Linked DNA regions of Macaca mulatta: region 2 is linked to region 1. Evidence: chromatin contacts called from public Hi-C data. All regions are on one chromosome and are shown on one strand. Each heading gives the region's core, a stretch centred on a gene start, on an enhancer-like site or on the middle of the called end of the contact. The rest is flanking DNA. Distances are from core to core; before and after follow the strand shown. Region 1 overlaps FLOT1 (flotillin 1). Region 2 holds the start of GNL1 (G protein nucleolar 1 (putative)).

Evidence for each region. Hi-C and Micro-C count contacts between places; a contact is called where the count stands out from the background.
Region 2: a Hi-C map of CD4 T cells shows a contact between it and region 1, with 4 times the contacts expected there. The contact joins the promoter of GNL1 here to the enhancer-like site in region 1. A contact is called at or near these places in 3 of 14 Hi-C or Micro-C datasets (CD4 T cells, blood and fetal cortex germinal zone).

What each region holds. Positions count from the first base shown.
Region 1 is chr4:152,309,779-152,312,623 of T2T-MMU8v2.0, reverse strand. The region is part of intron 7 of FLOT1 (flotillin 1); the gene reads right to left. Among named protein-coding and RNA genes, the nearest start is that of FLOT1, 4.4 kb to the right of the region's middle. Within about 2 kb of position 1,508, at least 6 of the 40 cell types and tissues checked have an H3K27ac peak or open chromatin away from gene starts, as enhancers often do. A contact at or near this core is called in CD4 T cells, where this site is marked.
Region 2 is chr4:152,490,452-152,493,296 of T2T-MMU8v2.0, reverse strand. GNL1 (G protein nucleolar 1 (putative)) reads right to left here and starts at 1,453. Exons shown (of 12, transcript NM_001047139.1): 1 at 1,381-1,453; 2 at 800-965; 3 at 304-440; 4 at 12-163. The coding sequence starts at 1,453. PRR3 (proline rich 3) reads left to right here and starts at 2,548. Exons shown (of 4, transcript NM_001257586.1): 1 at 2,548-2,719. The coding sequence starts at 2,614. LOC144340506 (a long non-coding RNA gene) reads right to left here. Exons shown (of 2, transcript XR_013416688.1): 2 at 1,605-1,896.

The DNA of each region.
Region 1 (2,845 bases), core at 259-2,758:
GTCTCCCGGATTTATGCCATTCTCTTGCCTCAGCCTCCCGAGTAGCTGGGACTACAGGCGCCCGCCACCACACCTGGCTAATTTTTTGTATTTTTAGTAGAGATGGGGTTTCACCGTGTTAGCCAGGATGGTCTCGATCTCCTGACCTCGTGATCTGCCCGCCTCGGCCTCCCAAAGTGTTGGGATTACAGGCGTGAACCATCGCGCCTGGCCTTGCTTCCTCTCTTCATACAGTCCATTCTCCACAAGGCAACCAGACTGATCCCTATACAAATATAAATAAGACCATGGCACCTTTCTGATTGAGGTTCTCCAATAGCTTTCCACTGTGCTTTCAATTCTCTTCTATGTCTCCATCATGACCACACAAACCCTTTGTGATCTGGCCGTCAGCCTTTCCTCCTCATTCACAGCACACCAGCCTCCTCAGATCAGAAACCTCCTTTCTGTCTCCACCTCATGGCCTTTGCACTTACTGGTCCTCCTGCCTAGCCACTAGCCCTATCTATCTATCTACCTTAGACAGAGTCTCGATCGATTTATCTATCTATCTTAGAAGGAGTCTCGCTTGTCACCCAGGCTGGAGTGCAGTGGCGCGATCTCACTCCCACCTTCTGGGTTCAAGTGATTCTCATGCCTCAGCCTCCCGAGTGTCTGGAATTACAAGCTCACACCACCACACCCGGCTACTATTTTTTGTATTTTTGGTAGAGATAGGGTTTTACCATGTTGGCCAGGCTGGTCTCAAACTCCTGGCCTCAAGTGATCTTCCTGTGTCGGCCTCTCCAAGTATTGAGATTACAGGCATGAACCACCGCGCCCAGCCACATATGACTACTTAAAAAGTACAGGCTAGAATGTTCTTGGCCCAGAACTCTGTTCCTTCTTATCTACAGGTCTGATCTCAAACACCACTTCCTCATAGAAACTTTCTTTTTTTTTCTTTTTTTTTTTTTGAGACGGAGTTTCGCTCTGTAGCCCAGGCTGGAGTAGAGTGGTCAGATCTCAGCTCACTGCAAGCTCCGCCTCCCGGGTTTACGGCATTCTCCTGCCTCAGCCTCCCGAGTAGCTGGGACTATAGGCGCTCGCCATCTTGCCTGGCTAGTTTTTTTGTATTTTTTAGTAGAGACGGGGTTTCACCGTGTTAGCCAGGATGGTCTCGATCTCCTGACCTCGTGATCCCCCCGTCTCGGCCTCCCAAAGTGCCGGGATTACAGGCTTGAGCCACCGCACCTGGCCTTTAGAAACTTTCTCTGACCACCCGCTAACCTAATAACTCCCCTCCCACAGTTTTTCACATCACCCTGTTTATTTCCTTCACAGCACGTAAACAAGAATTATAGCCTGGGAAGGTCATTTACTTGCTTACTAGCTGTTTCCTGTGTCATAATGTAAGCTGCATAAGGGCAGGAATCTTTTCTGTCTCATTCGTATTTACAGCCTCACCTCCAAAATGATGTCTAGCACACAGGAGGCACTTAACAGATATTTGTTGAATAAATCCTTTCCTGAACACCTAGCACAGTGCCTGGTGCGTAAGAAGAAACTGATAAAAGTTGAAAAGAGCCCAACCAGCCCAATCTCTTAATCTGCAGACAAGTAAGGTCATGTTTAGAAGGTTAAGAACCTTATCCATAGCTTTACTGCAAGCTAGCAGTTTCCATTATGGTAATCCTTTTCAAACTCAAACTCCAATGTGCATACAAATCACCTAGGAATTCACCTCAAGATTTTGTTAAAATGCAGGTTCTGATTCAGTTGATGAGGGCCAGGGCCTGCAATTTTGTATTTCGAACAAGCTTTGCAATGATGCTGTAGCTGCTGCTAGGTAGAACACAGTTTGAGTTGCCAAGCTCTATGCCATGCTCAACCTGTCAAGTCACCCAGGAATTTAACATAATAACAAAAGATGTTTTGTACCTTCATAATGCTTTCAGCCTGTACCAACTCTTGGCAAAAACAAAATGCATAACATTGCTATCCTTTGGGTAAAGGTCTCAAAGTACAGTTGACTTTCATTATTCTTGGTAGTTCTGTTCTATGAAGTAGTCATGAATGCTGAATTAGTACCTAATTTGTTCCTAGAAGAAATACAGGGCTAGGTTTCTGTGAGCCTCTGGTCACAACATTTTCATCAACCGATCAATATAAAGCCTTGCTTTATATGTGTTTCTGTTTAAAGACACCTTATGTAAACTATATTATTGATTCATTAACACTGAACTCACAGCTAACAGCACTACAACTCCTGCATGAACGAAGCTTACCTAACACATGTATTTCTTCCATAAGGCACATCATAGCCTGCTTGCACTACAGGACACCAGACAGCACTCCAGTACTGATGCTTGGGGGCCATTTTAAAGAGCGAAATCACCAAGAAAAAGCACAAAAACGCAAAAAACATGGCAGTAAATATACTGCGAAAATAACATGGCTTATGATATGAGAGCTGAAACAAGGCGGCAGAGCATCTCCTTGCTGAACCTCACCTGGGCACTGCACATCAGGTGGCTCAGCTATCTCACCACTCTGTGCGTGTCTGCAAATGATTCTGAAAGTGCAGCGACTTTACTGGTAACCTTTTGAGGTTACCAACACATTTTAGTGAATAGGCAAATTCTCAGATACAAATAATGAAGAATGAAGATCAACTATATCTCCTGGCAATATCAAGGGCTGCCCATATCTCACTTTGCAGGATTCAATGTCCAAGTCCATGTTTTCCTTCTTCATACCCTTTTTTGATTAACCAGGGCTGCTGTTAGCCCACAGCATGCCTCTGTGCAAATTAGAAATTCCTCTGTGTAGATGCAGACCCATGTCAGCACTGCTTGATTAGAGG
Region 2 (2,845 bases), core at 204-2,703, 180 kb before region 1:
TACACTGTCACCTCCAGATTGTGCTCAAAGTAGCTGAGTTTCTCAGAGGAGTAAGCCCCATGAATCTTCCCAAGATACTCTTGGAAGCTCCGTTCCTCTTGGCTCATTAGTTGCTCCTTGGACATCTCATAGCTCCAAGGAGGACGTCGAGGAAAGTCCAGAACTGGGAAATCAGGAAAAAGTCCAAGTGTGAGGGAATTTTCAGGATTCAAGAGTACATCCCAGACCCCTCCATCCTCACACTAGGCTCTTACCTTTCCAAACTCCTTTCCCCAGCCCAATACTTGTCTTGCCCTCACTCACCTGAGCCAGGCTGATAGACCTCCCGGATGTCCAGCTCCAACACCTCAGCACTGACCGGCTGTAGAACTTGCTCCCGGGCTGCTCTCTTTCTCCTCTCTACCTCCTCTCTGCTGTCTCTCTCAAAATGCAGTCGGTATCTAAGGGAACAGGGACCAAGACATCCAGCGCAATCCTGTGGCCACAAACTCCTATTTTCTCCCCTCTTGGACAATCAACTTCGCAAAGCATTCTCTCGTCGTTCAAGTCTCCTCTCTCAAGTCAGCCTTCCCCCAAGTCCTTCTTTCAGGCAATACTCAGCCTCCTCCTCCTAAAAGCCCAACTCTCTCCAGCCCCTCTGGAAAGCAAGATTGTGGCCCGCACTGGGGAGCCGAGGGGCTAGCGGAGAACTGTGGCATCGCAGGCCCACCGTCTTCACCAGCAGCAGCCCACTTTCCCCCAAAGCTCTGACTTCCGGGTAGGCGGGAAAGCCGGGACGAGCGCCCCCTCCCACCCTCACCGATTTGGGTCGTAGCCTCGTGGACCCAGCCCCTGAGAAGGCTGCTGGTTAAGCCTGCGGATATGATGGGTCACAGACTCCCCGTCCGAGGTGTCTGTCTGTTCCTCTCGCCGCTCCCGGCTCCCGCTGCGGCTGTTGGAACTGGAGCGCAGCCCATCTTGAAGCCCTGCGGGGAGGGGCCGGTGACGCCAGTGCTGGCCAGCTCTCAGGGGCCATAAGACCCTCTCCCCCACCGGTCTGACTCTTCTTCATCCCACTCAACTTCTTCCGACGCTCTGTCCTCCCAACCACCCTATTCGGGACCCTCCCGGATGTGCGTGGGGGGGAATCACTCCTCCAGGGAGCAGTAGGGACGGCGCCCCGTGCGAGCTGGAGGGATTCCCCTCCCCCAACTCTCCATCCTTCCCCACCCCTTCCAGATGTGGGGGGGTGGGGTGGGAGATCCCCTCCGCGATAGGCCGCGAGGGTTGGCGCGGTCCCACGACACCCTCCCACGACCCCCAGAGGTGCAGCGGGCACACCCCTCCTTCCAGCTGTGCGGAAGCCCGAGCCCCGCCTCCTCCTCCAGCTCCCGCACTGACCTCTCTTCCGCTCCCGTTTGTCCTGCAACTGCTTCTTCTTCTGCTTCACGCTAAAGGGCTTCTTCCTCGGCATGGCCCGGACCAGTCACCTGGCCCGCCCTCCGCCGAGCTCCTGCCGCCTCAACTGACTGCCCCCCGGGGCAGTCCCCGCCGCAGGGGCCCGGGACCCTAGAGGAGGCGGAGCTAGCAGGTGACGTCAGCGGGCGGGCCCGACCGAATTGCCGCCGCGGCGGCGATGGAAGGCGGACAGGGGAGATACACAGTCACTTCCCTCCAGGAGCGAGGCGAAAGGATGATGCGGGGTGGGCTACTGGCACGTGAGAGCCAGTAGCACCGAGAGAGCACCCCGGCGGCGAGGAAGGAGGCGCGCGTGGGAGGACCAGGCTAACTTCGTCACGGACGCTACCAACTCGCGTTCGGAGGAGGGGGGAGCGCGTGTCATCACTACCTTGCGCTCCCGGGAGAAGCTACCACTCACCTGGAGGGGGCGGCGGAGCGGAGGGCGGGGCCTATTACCTAGGGGAGAGGAGGAGTGGACACGCTGAGGCTACACTCCCAACCCCCAGGCTTGACCTTAGTGGAAAGCCGAGACGGTGCGTCCCGGGAATGAAGCCAGGTTGCTGGGCTACACCGGGGGCACGGTCAGAGGTCTTTAGGGGAGGGCGGCGGTCTGAAGAGTCCTGGCTGCCGACCTGCTGGGACCCAAATTCCTTGTGGGAACGATGATAAGGAGCAGGTTTACAGATCAGAAGTGCAAAAGCGGGCGAGAAGCGAAACCCAGGCGGGACAAGGGCTTTTGGAGGGAGGTCAAAGGGCACAAAGTTGTGCCTGCAGCTGTTACCATAGTAACCGAGGACCGGATGTGGCGATCTTACGGTGCGACAGTCCTCTTCTCAGGCCTTCTGGCCCGAGAGCCTGTTGACTCTGTGACACACTCTGAGGAGCTGGTTGTGGTGTTTTCCAGCGAGGGAAGAAGAGCGGAATTTTTTCAAAGCATTTATAGAAACGCAGCAAAAGGAAGGTGTGAGGTTGCCGCCATGCCTGGCAGAGACGGAGAGAGGCAGTTTACTCCAGAATGCGGCCGCCACAGATGTTCTCCGCAACCTTCCGGAAGTGGAATGGTGGGAGCTTGGGCATTGCTGCCCACCGACCCCCCGGAAGCGGAAACAGAATCCCCGCGTGCCCCTTCCTCACTACCCTCCAAATCCCGCTGCAGCCATTGCCGCAGCCACGATGCCGAAACGAAAGAAGCAGAATCAGCACCAGCCACCGACACAGCAGCAACCCCCACTGCCCGAGCGGGAAGAGACTGGAGATGAGGAGGATGGGAGTCCCATCGGTGAGGGGTCAGGGAGGGATGTGCACATGCCTGTCAAGCCCGTCCGGGCGAAGGGCTAGGGGCTAATAAGGTGCGAAGGAAGGGGCTCTAACGGAAGGAGGAAGGGCGCACGCGCTGGGTAGGGAT